Regions from separate parts of the Mus musculus genome. Here regions 2, 3 and 4 are each linked to region 1. A link is a contact called in public Hi-C and HiChIP or PLAC-seq data. All regions are on one chromosome and are shown on one strand. The core of a region is the stretch at or near the end of the contact, and the rest is flanking DNA. Distances in the headings are between cores, read along the strand shown.

Evidence for each region. Hi-C and Micro-C count contacts between places; a contact is called where the count stands out from the background. HiChIP or PLAC-seq counts read pairs in DNA pulled down with a chosen protein or histone mark.
Region 2: a contact with region 1 is called in an H3K27ac HiChIP or PLAC-seq map of extraembryonic endoderm stem cells. The contact joins the enhancer-like site here to the promoter of Scaf11 in region 1. A contact is called at or near these places in 18 of 39 promoter capture datasets (the 3T3-L1 cell line, 3T3-L1-derived adipocytes, the C10 cell line and 10 more), 4 of 15 datasets of contacts at CTCF or cohesin (the G1E-ER4 cell line, embryonic stem cells and pro-B cells), 31 of 484 Hi-C or Micro-C datasets (the AML12 cell line, B cells, the F1.1 cell line and 22 more), 18 of 115 datasets of contacts at active chromatin or transcription factors (DN3 thymocytes, astrocytes, bone marrow-derived macrophages and 10 more) and 1 of 9 other capture datasets (pancreatic islet).
Region 3: a contact with region 1 is called in an H3K4me3 HiChIP or PLAC-seq map of the SCID.adh cell line, with 10 read pairs. The contact joins the enhancer-like site here to the promoter of Scaf11 in region 1. A contact is called at or near these places in 14 of 39 promoter capture datasets (the 3T3-L1 cell line, 3T3-L1-derived adipocytes, the C10 cell line and 10 more), 10 of 484 Hi-C or Micro-C datasets (B cells, CD4 T cells, CD8 T cells and 6 more) and 3 of 115 datasets of contacts at active chromatin or transcription factors (the SCID.adh cell line, acute myeloid leukemia and effector CD8 T cells).
Region 4: a Hi-C map of regulatory T cells shows a contact between it and region 1, with 3 times the contacts expected there. The contact joins the enhancer-like site here to the promoter of Scaf11 in region 1. A contact is called at or near these places in 1 of 39 promoter capture datasets (pre-B cells), 1 of 484 Hi-C or Micro-C datasets (regulatory T cells) and 3 of 115 datasets of contacts at active chromatin or transcription factors (effector CD8 T cells, embryonic stem cells and memory CD8 T cells).

The regions. Positions count from the first base shown.
Region 1 is chr15:96,458,340-96,462,669 of GRCm38.p6, reverse strand. It overlaps Scaf11 (SR-related CTD-associated factor 11), which reads left to right and starts at 1,827. Exons shown (of 15, transcript NM_028148.2): 1 at 1,827-2,068. It overlaps Gm41408, which reads right to left. Exons shown (of 2, transcript XM_030248866.1): 2 at 1-2,626. The coding sequence ends at 1,761.
Region 2 is chr15:96,658,421-96,662,750 of GRCm38.p6, reverse strand. No RefSeq gene overlaps it. Among named protein-coding and RNA genes, the nearest start is that of Gm22045, 11 kb to the left of the region's middle. Within about 2 kb of position 1,965, at least 26 of the 459 cell types and tissues checked have an H3K27ac peak or open chromatin away from gene starts, as enhancers often do. A contact at or near this core is called in DN3 thymocytes, extraembryonic endoderm stem cells and granulosa cells, where this site is marked.
Region 3 is chr15:96,306,955-96,311,284 of GRCm38.p6, reverse strand. All of the region lies in intron 3 of Arid2 (AT rich interactive domain 2 (ARID, RFX-like)), which reads right to left. Among named protein-coding and RNA genes, the nearest start is that of Arid2, 22 kb to the right of the region's middle. Within about 2 kb of position 1,759, at least 17 of the 459 cell types and tissues checked have an H3K27ac peak or open chromatin away from gene starts, as enhancers often do. A contact at or near this core is called in the SCID.adh cell line and acute myeloid leukemia, where this site is marked.
Region 4 is chr15:96,596,726-96,601,055 of GRCm38.p6, reverse strand. The region is part of intron 4 of Slc38a1 (solute carrier family 38, member 1); the gene reads left to right. Among named protein-coding and RNA genes, the nearest start is that of Gm32457, 17 kb to the right of the region's middle. Within about 2 kb of position 1,970, at least 104 of the 459 cell types and tissues checked have an H3K27ac peak or open chromatin away from gene starts, as enhancers often do. A contact at or near this core is called in effector CD8 T cells, embryonic stem cells, memory CD8 T cells and 1 more, where this site is marked.

The sequences.
Region 1 (4,330 bases), core at 578-3,077:
TAAGCACTTAATGAGCCACCTCCCTAGCCCTCACTTGTTTATGATTATAAATGAGTCTAAAGTATTAACAGGTATGCCATCGACATTATCCATCTGTTTTATATTTACCCTCTCTGATAAATTTAAAAAAAAAAAAAGGAAACAAAACACATTCTTATCATGCAAACACAGTAAAGAGGAGAACACCATATATAGAAATAGGCAGGGTCTCTCTCTTGGGGAACAAGAAACAGCCTATATTACAATGCACCTTCGTTTCTGTTAGGTAAGTATTGTGTGTGTGGAGGGGGAGGTGGATGGGGGCGGGAGGTGGTCAAAGGGCAGTTAGGCAGGAGGAGCCTTTTCTCGTGCTCTGTTACCCAGCACGATGGCTACAGAGTGAATTTTAAATGTTGCGAACACAAAAGGTAGAGCAATAAATTTGAAGTAGGAGATGTGGAGTTTGAGGATCGGTCTGCACAGTGAGACTCTGCATTAAAAACAAAATAAAATACATACAAAAGAATATCACATCTTCACCGGGAATTGCTCTTACTGATAAAATTCTCTAGGGTGAATTCTGGACCCCGAGTGTACACAGGAAAGCTAAACTTTATCTCTGCAGGATGGTTAACAGTGCCTTTGACTTGATTCTGTCACACAACAGTTTCAACAGGTTTTTAGGTTTTCTTAATCACCAGCTTCATTCGTCGTCATTACAAGAGAAAGGTCCCTCAGAAAGTCTTGTTTCATCAGAACAAAGTATTTTAACACCTCTAAATCACTGCGAAATACTTGCACACAGGAACACCACATTTCCAAACCTATGAAGATAGCTCACTGACACTGGGAGAGACAAGGCTGCCATTCATTGCATTCCTAAGCGGTTATTTACCCAGTCCCTTGCTGGTGCTCGGCTCTGTGAAGAGCTTAACGAGACATCATCCCAAACTTCGGTGTGACGTGACGGGCACTGAACAGCCAAGTAGCACAGGATGAAGATGCCAGGGAAGCGACAGGATCAGAGAGGAGGGCAGGGGACGCTGCTGGGCTGGAGGTAGGGAGGGAACAGCCTGGGTTGGGGTGGCCAGGCGACAGCGTGGATTGCAAGAGGACAACTAGGAAAAGCTAGAGCGTGGAGCAGGGGGTGAAAAAGCCAGCGCCTGACGAAAAGCCTGTAAAGACACCTCCGAGGTGAAACAAAAGATCCGAGGGCGCTGCAGGGCAGGAGGACATCGCAGAGTGACTGAAAGTGGAAGCACTTAAAGCCAGCCAGGCTCGGCTAGCCTCGGGGACGCGGGCTTAGGGCGTGGGAGTGTGTCCCGGGCTGGCAGGCCGCCGCGCACGTGCAGCGGGCGGAGTACTTCATCCGTGCCAACTACGCACGAGTTCTTCTCGGGACTGCAGTCTCTCCAAAACATCTTTATTGTCGCCCACGGAGCCTGCCAGGAAAGGCCACGACCAGAGAGAGCGCGGCCAGGGCGCAGGGGCGGGGGTGGGGATGAGGGGGAAAGGGGTGGAGCGAGGACTGAGCACGGCGCGTGCGCGTAGCGCTCCGAGCGGCAAGAGGGCGGGGCAAGAAGAATGTTTCCCAGAAGCCCCGGCCACTCGCAGACGCCGGAGCTCCCGCTCTCCAGCCGGGCGGCGTGCCCCGCCCACCACGTCCGTCCGTCCGTCGCGGCTCGCGGGCGCCCCCTGGAGGTCCGGGGGAGTACGGCAGCGCCCGCGAGCAGGTAGCGTGCGGCGGGTCCAGCCGCCCGCCCGCCCGCCCGCCCGCGTCGTCACCACAGTGCGCCGACCTGTGGCGGCGCGGCTGAGCCCCGCGGAAGGAGGGAGGGAGAAAGGGAGGGAGCCGCCAGACACGGCGGGGGAGGGGAGCGGCGGTGGCGCAAGCGGCGCGGAGCTAGCGCCGCCTGCCCGGGTCTCCTGCTGCGTGGCTGCCTGCGTGCTCCCGACCCGGCCGTCCGAGCCAGCCCGCGGGCCGCGCGCGCTTCCGAGCGGCCGGAGGAGTCCATGGTGCAGAACTTAGCGGCGGACTGACGGAGACCGGGCCTCCTGCGCCGGCGCGGCCGCGGGACCTCGGCCTCAGGTAAACACGGCGGGCCGGAGAGAGCGGACGAGGCGCCCCGGGGCGCAGCGCAGCGCGGCGCGGCGGGGGCGCGGGCCGGGCGGGCGGGCAAAGTTTGGGGCTCGCGCGCGGCTCGGGCGGTGTCTTTCGCTGCGAGCAAAGTTGGGAGCCGCGGCCCCGGGCGGCGCGGGGCGGAGGTCCAGTTTGGGCGCGCGCGGGGCCTAGGAGCAGAGCGGGGCGGCGCGGGCTGCGGGGCCTCGGCCGAGGCAGGAAGGGGCTCCAGGCCCGGCCCGCAGCTCCCCCACCCGCAGTGGGAACGTGTCGGCCGTGCTTCCGGGCGCTCCCAGGCTGGCCCGCTTTCCCGTGGAGTTCGCGTTCGTCCCCGAGCCTCCGGGTCCCGCTTGTGAAACCAAACTTCACTAGGCTGTGACCTCCCCGGCGCCTGAACGAGGAAGCGCTGGCCGGCGCCTGGCCTCGGCCTCTCCCTCCCTCCCTCGGCGGCCGCCTCCCCACCCCCGCCGTCGTTTTTAAAACCCGCTGCCCGGGCTGCCCGCGGTCCAACCGGCCGGGAGATCGAAACTCAGCCCCGCTCAACCCCGCCTTAGAGCCGGGGACTGAGTACCGATTAGAAGATTGGCCAATGCACGCTCGTCTTCCGCACGGATCTCGAAGAATTTAATTTAAAAGACACCTGGTTGCAATTGAGGGCAACAGTCCCAGATTGAAATGGTGACCTACACTCCCCATGCGTTGATCTGTACAGTATCGTATTCCGGTAGTCCGGCTAATCATCTGCGTGTGTGAGGTAGTAAACAATACAGAATGCAAGTTTTACATGCTGATCGTACTACGTAAAACCGCGGCTGCTTCTCATTCATTTTGGATTACATTTTGGCTACCATCCTTATATACTAGCAGCGAACTAACGAAAACTGACGAGAAAGTTTTTTAGTATGCCTTGACTAAGATATGGTAGTATTCAAATTTCCCCCAGTTTGGGCAGTTTTCTCTGAATTTTGGGGAAAGTATATCAATAAGTACGTTTTTTTTCATTTTTCAAGGAAAAGATAACTCATGTATGATTTATTTGCCGCAGCCCCACAACAGTGAAGGCAATAGATTCTTAGCCCTTTCATTTAACCGGTATTTTTAATAAAATTTTATTGGGTAATTCTGTCTCTCCACACCATGTTTCCACCCCCACCTCCCCCTCTGCTTTGGCACTTGGCTTAACCATTTTATTATTATTTAAAACAGAAGGAAAAAGTAGTTTTCTTGTTGTTATTGTTGGTTTATTTTTTATTTTTTGCCCAAATAGACAAAAAAGAAAAATTGAAAATATCTTTAGATATGAATTAATTTGCGTTTTGTTTATGCAGTCATTTTTTTCTTCTTCTTCTTCTTCATTGTTTATCAAGACAGGGTTTCTCTGTGTAGCCCTATCCATCCTGGATCCGCTCTGTAGATCAGGCTGGCCTCAGACTCAGAAATCCGCCTGCCTCTGCCTCTAGAGTGTTGGGATTAAAGGTGTGTGCCACCATTGCCCCTCTTGTGGTCAGAGTTTCAAAGATTAGCAGTTCCTACTGTAGCTTCACTTTAGCTAATAGTTTTTTCTTTGCCCTTCTGTAAATATACTGCAAAGGCAGCCTTCAACATGACAAAGGAGAAAAATACAAAAGAAAGTGTAAATTACTTAATTTTTAAGAGAAAACTTTTAAGAGTTTTCTTCCTGGAAGTCCCTCACGTGGTTCTGGGCCTTCTATTGGGTATTCCCAATTTTCCCATCTTCCTGGAGCACGGATAGTTTACGAGCGGTTTTCATGAAAACTTACCTAACCTGCTGTCATCCCTGACATATACCTTTAGTAATGAAGTATAATGGTAACTACCCATCAGCCTGCACATTTTAGGTACTTTAATGCAAGATAGTTGTAAACCACCATTCTAAGAGGGCAGTGTGCCTCAAAGTAACACAAGCTAGTTATAAAATAATGTGCACTGTGCTTCCCAGCTTCTGCTCTTGTCTTTTAGGGATGTAAGTGGTGTTTTGTCTTACCTTGTCTACTGAAAAACAGATGAGGTGTAGAACAGGCTGGCCTCGAACTCAGAAGTCCACCTGCCTCTGCCTCCCAAGTTCTGGAATCAAAGGTGTGCACCACCGCTGCCAGGCCAGATGAGTTTTATACATCAGATAGCTCATGGTGGCCTTGAACTTGTGATCCTCCTGCCTCTGTCTCGCAAGTGCTGGGAATTACAGTTGTACTAGCTTTAAAACCCAGGTCA
Region 2 (4,330 bases), core at 716-3,215, 200 kb before region 1:
CTCGATCTTTCCAGTGAGTGAAAGATCAACCTTGAACATCTTGAAAGTTGTTTCCTGAAAGGTCAGGATAGCCACACCTCTAACTGTTTTGTTGTTGTTGTTGTTTCTGTTTATTTTGCTTTGTTTTATCATTACTATATTTGCTGGTTTACACACCCTACAGAAGAACCATAGAGCAAGCATTCTGACACATCTGGAAAGAGCAGCAGGTGAAGCTGGCTGGGTCTTAAAATAGGCATCCCTGAGAAAGGCCAAAGAGCAAAGCTTCGGGGAATATGCCTCCTGTCCGCTCAGTCTGAGCGGGTCTACATTGTAACACGTCTTCCCTGCAGGTCTTCCCTCCCACCATACAGTGCTCTACTGACTGTTGCTACACACAGGTAACACATCTTCCCTCCCGCCACACCTGGTAAAAAGGACGCTGCAGAAAAATCCAGGCATGAATACCAACCACCTCTAAAGAAACTCAGCTGGGACCGGGGCCTTTAATTCAGATTCAAACACCTAACAGGAGAAATAGAAACCCTGAATGTCACTTGTCTTTTTAAAGACAAAGTCTGGCATTTCTCTGATTACAAAACTTAGTAGAGAGGAAAAAAGTGCAAACCTTAAACCCTTTCACCTAGAAATAGCCACTAATTATAATCTCCCTCTCCTCTCCCCTCCCCTCTTCTCCTCTCCCCTCCCCTCCCCTCTCCTCTTCTCCCCTTCCTCTCCTTCCCCTTTTCCCTCTCTTCTCCCCTCCCTCCTCCCCTCCCCATCACTTCCCCTCCCCCTTTCCCTCCACATTATCTCCCCTCCCCTTCCCCTCCTCTCCCCCTTCCCCTCCCCTCTCCCTCCCCTGCCTGTCACCTTCCTCCCCTTCCTCTCCCCATTCCCCTTTCCCTCTTCTTCCCATCCCTCTCCCTTCCACTCCCCCCTACCATGTCCTCTCTCCTCTCCTCTTCCTCTCCTCTCCTCTCCTCTCCTCTCCTCTCCTCTCCTCTCCTCTCCTCTCCTCTCCTCTCCTCTCCTCTCCTCTCTCTTCTCCTTTCTCTCTCTCTCCTGGTCTTTAAATGATGTTTTTATATTTATGCATATCTTGAACTCTGGCATTTGAAAATCAGACTGACATACAAGCTTCCTACTTTGTTTTCAATTGCCATCCCTTGAAGCCTATCATGTATTTTCTCAGTTATACTGCCCACAAAGTGTCTTAATAATTCTTCTGCGTGACCTCATAGCCTCAGAAGCACTCCCTTGCAGGTATCTGACACTAAGGGCAGGCACCACCTGACTCCCTGACCTGTATCCTGGGCTCCAGAGGCTTCCTCTGGCCACTTAGCACTCACTGGCTTCTGTGAGAATTCAGCTCAGGAAGGGGAAAGCGGGCCATCTGTGCAGGAAGGTAAAAACCAGCGTAGATTAAATGGGGTGTGAGGAAAGGCACTTACACTCTTCAAACGTGTGCTACTCAACTGAATAGCTCATCTACAGACACAACTAATCACTGGGCACACAGCGCCAGCAGAGTGGCTGCTTCTTAGCCGTCTCTATGTCCAAAGAACATAAGCAATCCCACTTTTCTAAAAGAATGGCTCCAAAATGGCTTGAGAGATTTTGATCAGACCTTGACCATTCCGAAGCTGCTCAGCTGAACACGTGCTACGTTTTGCAACCCTTCTGGGCATTTTCTGTTCCTCCGGAGCTATCTACTTGCAATTCTCCTTCCCAGATAACCTCAGTTTCCTATCTGCCCAGTCCTATCTGTTTCTTTCCAAATGCGTCAATCTGCATTCCTTGGCACACCTCGTGACTCATGGCTGGACATACAGGAGAGCTGAAGTCACACTGGGCATTGGGTTGTCTGTGGAATCTTGAGCAAGTCTTCCCTGAGTCTAGTCCTCAGCCCCAGGCTGACCAGTGGGGATGACAGTGTCCGACCTCCTGTGGTGGCCGTGAGGACTCGGGTGCTGCTCTCTGTAAAGCACGTGAGAGTGTGCTCAGCACACAGTGATCACCTGACCTGTGCTGCTGCTCGGACCACAGGGAGAAGCCTCCTGGCTCGCCCCTCCCCCTCTGTCCTCACGGTCCCTCCAATAACAATTACAGCCACTCTGTAGCCTGGTGAGTGTTTCCCATGGGCCACCTACAGTCTAAGCTCATTTGATTCCCTTCTGGGGTTTTTTTGGTGAGACAAAGTCTCACTCTGTTGCCTAGGCTAACCTCGAACTCATGACCACCCTGTGCTGGGGTTACCGGAGTGCAGCTCCACACCCACGTTTTCTCTTCATTCTTTACAACAGTTTGCCAAAAGACATTATCCTCCAATTTACAGGTGTAAAATGGAGATGTAAGAAAGTTACTCTGTATTCTTGACACATTTTCATATAATCAATTGCAACTGTTACAGAAAACGTACTGGAGATGACAAATCAGATACAGTTTATGACCAATTGCAAGTCTTTCTTCCAGTTGTTTGGAACTATGCTCAGGTATCTGGTACCTAGGTGTAGCCCCAAACATTTAGATCAGTGGGTTCTCAATTTTCCTAATGCCACGACCCTTTAGTATAGTTCCTCATGTTGTGGTGATCCCCAATCATAAAATGATTTTCATTGCTACTTCATAACATATCTGATATATAGCATATCTGATATGCAGTCTCTGTGAAAGGGTTGTTTAATACCAAAAGGGTCTTAACCCACAGGTTGAGAACCACTGATTTTGATCAAGGGCAAAAATTATATCTTGGTGTCTTGATCAGCAGCTGCGGTGGGGGGCAATCTGCACAAGCAGTTGGTTTAACCAAAGCTAAGTTAATTGGGACATCTAGACCTTGGGTTCCTAGAATAGAGTTGGGTAATTTTCCATGGGATTCTCCACAAAGGAGCTCAAACTCTAGTTAAACCTAAAATGGCGTCAACCAGAATACAAGATGAAGGAACCTCACCAGTGTCCTTTCCTGTCACACAAAGACCTTACCCAGCCTCCCAGAGGCGCAGAGCCTTCCTCACTTAAACCTGGTTTTTAGCCTCTTTTTCATGTGCTTTCCAGCCGGGCTTTTTTCCAGCTAAAACAGAAAGGTTCTGTTGGAACAGAAGTGGCAGAGACCAGCTAGATGTCCCATGAGAGCACTTTCTATTGGGCTGGGGGTGTAGCTCTGTGATAGAGCAATTGCTTATTGGGTGTGACAGTTCAGTTCCATCCCTAGCACCAAGGGTAGGAAAAAAATCTAAGCCAAAAGAAAGAAAAGGAAAGGAAAGAAAAGAGATCCTGTTTGCCAAAATTTGTTAAGGGAGTCCACTCATGTCCTGATGGAGAGGAGGCAGAGAGAAGAGAGGCCCCTCTGCTCAGGTTATTGAAGCTCTTGCTGCCATGGGACGGACACCGAGAAGGGAGATCTGGAGGGGTAGGGATGCAATACATCGGGCTTTGCTCCCCACTCAAAAGAAAAAGAGGAAGGTTTCCTGTGAGCTTCAGTCCCAAAGAGCCCAGCAAGTACTTTAATTGGTTGAGCAAGGATTCGTTGCTGCTCTTCATTGGCGACCAACACCTGCACTGGGAGAGGCCTTGGGTGACTGTGGAGATGAGGGGAGATGGAAGGAAGACAAGGAGACCACAGAATCCTTTCTGTGAGGTGGCTGAGGCAGTCCTTCCCTTTCTCATGTTGCCTGTAGCTTTTGCTGGCTCTGTCTCTTAGGGAGATGATCGATCGAAAAGGAAGGAGGGATTCAAGCCCGCGGAGTAGTCCATGACACATCTCCCCAGAGAAGGAACTGGGTGCTTGGACTATTTAGGAAGTGGGGGGAGGCTTGTATGTATAAACATGTCTCAGCATGTTAGAGCCTGTCTGAGGGCCGAGCTGAAGGGGCTCATGTCTCTGATTGATGGTGGCGGTGTTTAGGATAGCACGGAGCTTCCTGTACGGAACTTCTCCAGAGGCTTAACATATGTTAACTAGTTTTCCACAGCAACACTGTAAGTAGGAAGTGTTGTAATCTTCACGCTGCAGACCAGGGAATCAAAGGCCCCTTGGTTAATTAAATAGCTTGGCCACAGTTACATAGTTAGCACTTGCTGAGCCTGGGTTTGACACCTGGCTGCCTGGTGCCAACATCTACTTCCCTTAACCACCAAGAGCACCGTCTTCCATGTAGACGTGAGTTAAATAAGTGCTCAAAAAGAATATTGCTAGCAATAGCAACTGAGTATTAGCCCCACCGGCTGACCGCTGAGCTTATGTATCCGATACATGATGGAAACTTGTGTCTCGTGGAATCCTGCTTACACCCATTTCCAGAGAAGAGACTCGAGGTTAGGAAAGCTCATTAACTTGCCCACACCGTCC
Region 3 (4,330 bases), core at 510-3,009, 150 kb after region 1:
CCGGGGCCTAGCAAACACAGAAGTGGATGCTCACAGTCAGCTAATGGATGGATCACAGGGCTCCCAATGGAGGAGCTAGAGAAAGTACCCAAGGAGCTAAAGGGATCTGCAACCCTATAGGTGGAACAACAATATGAACTAACCAGTATCCCGGAGCTCTTGACTCTAGCTGCATATGTATCAGAAGATGGCCTAGTCGGCCATCACTGGAAAGAGAGGCCCATTGGACACGCAAACTTTATATGCCCCAGTACAGGGGAACGCCAGGGAGTGGATTAATTCTAAGGACTAGTGAGGCCAGGAGAGAGATCAGCTAATGTCTACTCAAATGTGGGTGGTCCAGACGCAATGCAAGCACACTATTCTCAGGAGAGGGTGCACAAAAGAACTATGTTTAACTCATATGACAACATTTTTAAATTCCAACTGAATACAAACCACTTTTTTTCTACAGTCCACCCATTTAACAATGTGAAGATTCTGGCCTGAGGACCATTGTGAAGACAACCCAGCCAGTCAACCGTCACAAATGGTGCAACAAAAGAGGATTTGCTATTTCAGGAGAAGTTTAAATGTCTTTTCCTTGTAATGATCCAATAAAAAGAACGGATTGAGTTTTTCTTCATTCAGAATGCAGCTTGTTGAACAGTAGAAAATACAATTACACCGCTAGTATCCATAAAGACTTGTTTCCATGACAGCCACAGACTGAAAAATTCACAGATGCTCAAGCCCCTGACATGAAACCATACATTACTTCCTTATGATCTCAGCACACCCTTCCATGCATTCTAACTCACCTGAAGACTACTCAGTAGCATTTAATACATGGATCCTATATAAACTCTTTATTATGATATTATACTATACTGTGGTGTGTCTAAGAATATCCAAGATCTTAAAACTTATTTTAAAAGTTTACAGCTAAATATGAACATCTCTCTTTAGTTCAGCCCATTTTCTAATAAGCATATACAACCGTTCACGCCAACTATCTCGTGTAGTTTTAGACATACATGGAAGGACTGCTGCATCACTGCAGGGGGGTGCTCAATTCTGGAGCTTTTTTTTTTTAAGTGAACTCAGTGAAGCTGTACAAAGCTCCTTCCAGTAGAGGACATAAGACAGTTTACCTATAATCCACATCTTATGTGGCTGTAAACTCATGATGGTGAATCTGCACACAAATAAATAAAAGGCACAGAAAAGAAGGCTTTATTAAACGTTCTAAGAGGCAGACAACTTTTTAACTGGCTCTTTTGTAAAACTGACATTCCAGTGACAACTGGAGTTTGTGACAACCATGAGGACACTACTTTACCACTTCCTGAAAGTGAGTCCCCAGTCTAGTTGTTAGTAGGTGGTAGTTTGCATATATCTTAATAGTCAGTGAAATGACACCAACCAAGCAGATTTCATACACTATAACTATTTTCTCCTACCTTAAATCTATCCCACAAAAAGACTATTAAGATTAATGTTTCAAAAACAATTTTCCTTCAGATGTTGTTTTGCTAAAGAACAAATACAGGCAGCATGACATCAAGCCACACATTACTACACACATGTATGAATGTGTGTGTATACTTAAATACTTTGACTTGGTTTTTCAAAAGAAAATCTTTCACCATCTGGTACCGATCTTTGCACCTGGTCTTCAGTCCACAAAACACACGTTCAAACCCACAGCCATGCTCCTGCTATCATCCAAGCACAGTGTAAACACCCTCACACTCTCCTCTCCTGTGTCGAAAACTCTCCCATCCACTGCTTCCTTTTTCTATCTGAATCCATGTGTGCTTTCAACACCAAGCTGAGCTCATGGCCTCTTCCATGTGCCGCTGCCTTTACTCTGAAACTAAAGTGATTCCTTTCCTTGTTTTAAATTCAAATGACTTCCAAGCATTCAAGTTGTCTCCGTTAGACACTGGCCAAGTAACTCATTCAGTAATCGGAACTGCATGAATATTCTGGTGCTACAAACATACTTAAAACTTAGGTTCCAACCTTTGAGCTCACCAGATTAAAAAAAAAAAAAAATTGCTAATTAACATAAATGTCTCTGTAGTAGAAGTATAAAGAGGGTAGAGTGGCCCTATGTGGAAAAAAGATCACCTGGAACAACTAACTGGGTGAGATGAGAATTTGTACGTAACAAAGAGGGCATTACCTTTTAAAGCTGGATCAGGAGCACCTCAGGCACAGAGTGGAAAGGACTCCAGGCAGGGAAAACCCACACATGCAAAGGCAGTGGAAGGAGACAAACTTAGGTGTCCAGAGAACCACAAACACATCAGCACAGCTGCAGCACAGAGCAGCAAGCCTTAAGACAGGCACACGGATCTGTCCTCCATGGACGGACTAGCACGGACACACAGTAAGTACTGTCATTTTTTTCTCCTTTGTGATTTCACATGAATCAGGTTTCCTTGCTTCTATTCTTGACCCTACACTACACTTGAATTTATACTTCACAAAGGACCCCCCCCCCATTCAACTAATGAAAATAAACTCAAAAAAATCCCCAAAAGCTACAGTAAAAGCCAAGACCTCTACAAACCATCCAAGAACCAAGTCTAACCACAGTGGCCTGTCTTCCTTTGCTTTTTGTTGCTGTGAGGAAACACTAAGCAAAATCAGTTTACAAGGATCAGGGTCATCAAAGGCAGCCAGGGCAGGAGCTCAAACAGGAATCTGGAGGTAGGAACTGAAACAGACAGGAACAGGCTTGCTCCCCAAGACTTGCTTAGCCTGTTCTTATACAACCCAGGACCTAGGGATAGCAGTACACAGTGGGCTCAGCCCTCCCACATTAATCACTAACCAAGAAGATGCCTTAAAGACATGCCCTCAGACGGCTCTGATTCTTCTAGGAAGGTTCAGTCTCCCCAGGTGAGCATAGCTTGTGTCAAGATGACAAGACCTAACCAACACAACCTCCCTGTTTTCCTAGGACACAACAGACGTGCTTCTTGGTGTGCAGTCGTCCCTAACACAGGCATCCACCTGCACGGCTCCTTCATCTTTTCTGTCTTTACTCAAATGATACCATTTGGTATTTAAGGATGGAACTCGCTCATCCAAAGACTATGTCCCTTCAAGGAAGACTTTCCTTCCTTGTCTTATTACTTCACATAGCCGGTTTACTTTGTTTTTTCCTTTTAGTCCTTCCACTAATCCCAAAGATTATTCTCCGCCATCACTGATCCATGGTCAGTGGGCAGAACAGCACTCAGCCTGTAACAGAAACCATAAACTGGCTCTGTCTCACCAACTAAAACCTCCATTTCTGTACAGTAACAACTGTGCCTTTTCTGTCTCTATTAGTCATTCATTCTATGACCGACTAAATAAAGAGCAATAATTTACATGGCCATTAAATGTTTGGTCTCTGAGAGCAGACCAGCTCACTGCTTTATGTTTGTGTGCCCTTGTGTAAACTACTGACCCTTCTCTTAAACCTTAAGTTTCCTATTATTGTAATGAAATAGGCATCAATCTTATAGGATAGTGTTAAGAATTAAAATACTGCAGATAAGCATTACCCCCATCCAGGCAAACATCAACTGTCAGCTATGAAGTGATGGCAGGGAGCGCTGCTCCAACTCAAAACTGCTTCCGCCAGGTTATCACATCATTTCTAGTATCCATTTCTTCTGAGAGTAACTATTTTCAGAAAAATCCTGGATCTGCATATGCCGGCTTAAAACACCCAGCATCAGTTTATGCCAAATCTCGTCTACATACAAGTGTATTTTCATGCTGTTAAGTTATAACCCAGACAGGGAAACATTAACGCATGTAGTTTTGCTTAAATATTCTGTGAAGGCCAGGACTGCAGCTGAGTGGGTGCAGCACTCGCCCCACACGCACCATGCCCTGCGCACGGTTAAGCTGGGCGCAGCGGCACTGCCACTCTCCCAGGTCCTGGAGAAACAGGGACCATCAGGAGTGCAAGGCCACTTAAAGTCACAAAGAGTTCAAGGCCAAGCCTGATCACGAGACCCTCTCTTAAAGGAGAGAAAAGGAAAGAGAGTGATAAAATTATACAAAAGCAGCACTTATCACATATATTAATGTGTTTTCTTTGCTAAAACTGAGTCTTCATGTCTGCTTCATAAAACCGTATGAAGGGTTTAAGCTTAGGTCCAAATCACTAACTAAAACACTATACTTGTAATTCTGAATTATAGTTTTGAATTTTTTCAGACTATACCAAATTAGATTTCTTTCCCATTTGTTGAAAGAGCCTCCATAATGAGTTGCATGAATCCCTAAGAAACTGGCTGGTGACAGTGACAGGACAGTCTAACAGTTAAGCTACAGTGTA
Region 4 (4,330 bases), core at 721-3,220, 140 kb before region 1:
GAGTTGGAGTTTGCAGCACGCTTTTCCAAAGAGCCATCCATTCTTTTTAAGATCTATTTATTTACTTAATGTATATGAGTACATTGTACCTGTCTTCAGACAAACCAGAAGAGGGCATCAGATCCCATTACAGATGGTTGTGAGCCACCATGTGGTTGCTAGGAACTGAACTCAGGACCTCTGGAAGAGCAGTCGGTGCTCTTAACTGCCGAGCCATTTCAACAGCTCTTGACCCTTCTGTTCTTGAACTGTCATTATCTCTTCCGGTATATTCTCAAGGGGTCAGGGTGATGGAATGACACCTCCCACCGCCCCTGTGTGCCAAGGTGATAATTTTGCTCTAAACAGAGGATGGTGTTATGTGCTACACATCAAAGTGATTCTTGTGTCTTGCTAACTCATCTGTTCTGGGCACTCCTAAGGAAAGACAAACATGTAGTATCAAAATGGAGACTTCGCTCTCCCAGATGGTCCTAGGAGGTCCACGGGCAGGCACATGCCCACCTCCCTTCTTGTCAATCGGTTACTTGTTTTTCAGAATTCTTGGAGTTCTGGTCGCAGTTCCTTAGAAATGATCTGAAGAGAAAAATGCGCTTTCTCTGGCAGCAAAACCCGCTGGCCTCAGAGGCCCTTGTTTGGGAATAATGACACTTGAAGGGAGAAGTGACACATTGGAGCTTGCCAACCTTGTGAATTCATGTAGAAAGGATAGGGCTAGAGCCGTTGCCCTCTATTGAAATTCATTTGATTTAGAAGCTTTTCAGAAACAGAGAAATGCTCACAACGAGGGCCTGTTTGGTAAACAGAGAGGGCTGGCCAGCGTAGGAGACGGCTGCCGAACCCTGTTTTCAAAAGTTCAATTCTTATTTGCTTAGCTTGGGTTAAGCCTCTGATAAAGGGTTCCCAGAATTCAGTCCCTTTGGTCTCAGAGAATGGGAGCATGTGTGTTTGTGTATGCCTGTGTGCGCCATGTGTATGCACAGGAATTCACCTTGTTTATACTTGGTTGCCGGTGGTACAGGTTGTATGCAGAGGGCAGTACCATGGCCTTTGTTTTGTCCTAATTTACAAGAGACAGCTATGTGACCTTCGGTCTTCACCCCGTCATTCAGCTCCACAGTGCATAGGACGCTTTTCTGTTCAGTCTGACTCAAGTAGATATCGGAACGCATCCGCACGGCAGCCCAGGTTAAATATAAGCTAACTTAAATTTCATCTTCCAGAGCACTGGCTGACTTAATAGAAAGGAAGCCTGATCCAGTAGTCCAATTAGTTTTGCTTTGCTCTGTTAGATGCACATCGTTAAAGATCAACATCCATCAAGGGGTCAGCGCGCAGTAGCCAAGAGAACAGCTTCACGGTCACTATCCCTGACGTCTGCTTTAAAAAAAAAAAAATATATATATATATATATATATATAGAGAGAGAGAGAGAGAGATAAGACAAGCCATAAACTACGTATGATTTTATGGAATTCCAAGGATCCTGTTTGTCATCTCCATTTTATAGATGAATAAATTGAGATTCCCAGAGGTTAAATAACCTTTCTAAGGTGACACTAAGCTTTGGAGGGTTGGAGAGGGCGTTGGGGGCCATATCAGTTGGGCACTTCATGTCTGCTTCTCTTCTCGTCTCTGGGCAAGCAGAGTTCCCATGGAAACGGAGTAAGGGAGGACTTGCGGATGGAGCTCCACATCCACATCCAGCAGGCTCTGGGCAGTTGAATTGAAACCCAAGTCTCGAGCATTTCACTTGTTACAAAGACTTTCTCCTTTTACTAAGAGTCACATCTTCTGAGGCCAGAAGGGGGTAGAGGGAACATGATTTAAATGGGTAAACATCTAGGTTTAAAGAGGGAGAAGCCAGTCCTCCTTGTAGGGTGGAGGCGGATGGAGGGCAGTGTCAACATTTACACATTATAAGTCCCTCACAAAACCACAGCCCTCGAACCTACTGGGGGCGGGGCTGGGGGAGGGGAAATAGAGACAGGAAGTGGATGTAAAGAGCAGCTCTGTAACTGGTACAGCTTCCTCCTCCACGCTCAGACCTCCTGCAGAGGTTCTATGTTTGTATGCACATCTCTTTTAAACGCCCCTTTCTTTGTGGGGTAATATATTAGATCCAGACATCAGTGAGACGCATTTTGCTTTCTAGACAAAAATAGCCAACCAACCTTGGGGCTAGTTCAAGATAAATTCTTTCCTGAAAGAATTTAGACTTGTCTACAAGGAGACAAACGAAAGGTGCTGTATATATAACTGACCCTTGCCTGCCTGCAAGGCAGCCTTTTTAAAACCGTGGCTTTCCTTGGTCCGGATCCTAGTTCTCTGACCCATTAGCTCTCCCGTGTTGGGCATGCTCTGTAGCCTCTCTAGGCTTCAGTGACGTGTGAATGGGCACAGGGATGCTAACACTGAGTGAAATATGAACAGTGCTCAGGATAAGTACTCCAGAGTTTGCTTTTGCTAGTAAGCAATAAAGTGCTTTATTAATTATTATTAATTACACAGACAACATGTCAGGTATGTATAGATGGATAGTGTGAGAATCAGGGACCGCTGGGACATATACGCCTCTAGGCTAAGCTCAGTTTCACAGTTCACTGTTCCAGGTGTGGCCCACAGACCACCAGCACCAGTGCCTCAGGACCCACTCCAGACCAGCCGGATAGAATTCTCATCTCACGGCAGAGTCTGCCGGGCAGGGCCGAGCTCTCTGTTCTTCAGAGAGAGAAAGGTGCGAGCTTCCGGCTGCACGGCTGTGCGGAAGCCCCAGATACCCCCACCTGAGCTACTTTTGTCTTCACAGCCATGGCTGCTGTTTTATCTCCCTCTCTTCAAGGGCTCAGCTGCTGAGGTGGGAGTGTTGCAGGCACTTGGGCATATAATTAGACCTTTCCAGTCCACTGTCATCTCCCTTAAAGAGTCATGACATACTTGTTGGTGATGGTGGCTCAGGAGTACCTTACAATAAAATCCCAATTTAAAGAGCAAGTCTACCCAATTATACTTGCGACATCATCACCACGATTGTGATATAGAATATTTTAATAGAGATAGAAGACTTTAATTGCCTTAAATATTCTAGTTCCTTCTGTTGCTGTGTCTTTCCGTTTTATTCACATCAACTTGAACAGTCGTGTTTAATATGTTATCTATACACTCTTTTTTAAATGTGTTTGTGTTTGTATGTGTGTCAGGGGTGCACATACACGTCTGTGCATGTATGTAGATGGCAGGTGTAGACACTGGGTGTCGTCTACCTCAGTCATTCTCTTAGTTCTATATTTAAGGTAGGGTCTCTCATTTGAACACAGGGCTCACCCGTTCAGCTAGTCTGGCTAGCCAGGTTGTTTTCCAAATCCCATCTCTGCCCCTGGAGCACTAAGGTACTAAGGACTGTCACCCCCACCTGGCAGTCATGTGGGTTCTGGAATTCTGAACTCCCAGTCCTCAGGTATAAACAGGTTACTCACCCAGCCCTCTCCCCAACTCCTGCCTATACAATCTTTACACACTGTAGAAGTCTAAACAACAATCGCGCGCGGTCACGATCATTCAGAAGATTGTGGAGGGCAGGTGTATCCCCCAAGGACTGAATGTGAGAATATTTTCGTGCCTCTGAAGGGCTCGATCAGCCTCCTAGAGTAAGTGGATAAACAGCGCATTTACATACAGCTGCTGCTGGACAAAGCTCCAGCTTTGTCCTTCGAAGTCACAAGACGAGGTCAACCCTTGAGGTAAGTGTGACCAGCCTGGTCACAGGACTGTCTGAGGCAGATAGGTGTGTCTTGATTTTACCAAGATAGCAGTGTAGTCTCTCACACAACTTGCAGACAAGACCCTAATTGTGAGTTCTTTGATTCTTAGCTAGTTTGTATGTGGGAGTTGAGCATGGATAGATGAATGAAACCATCAGCTGCCTGACCTGTAGTCTACTATGAAGACTCGTAGTAAAGCACTAAGACAGGAGGAGGTTTCTGGCTGCTGGGTGGAAAGAGGATCCCCACAAGAGAAGGGAGATGGGCTGACTATTGCCTTAGGACAGGCTTGCCTGTAGAAATGAAGGGTGCCTCCTGCTGGGTAGACAGGAGTCACAAGACAACAGGTGACCGGCCTGTCTGACCTGCAGGTTTGGGCTTGCATAGTTGGCTAATGGGTGGGCATTTCAGGAGATCTGACTCTGTGCCCACCAGTGGTCTGGAGAAAAGAAGGCACACAGCAGACGGGAGCAGAGGAGGTGAACAGTATAGAGTAGGGAGGATTTCCGAGCCTTGAGAGATCAAGTGGAACACACAAGCATGTGGAGTTTTACACTTTGATAGACAAG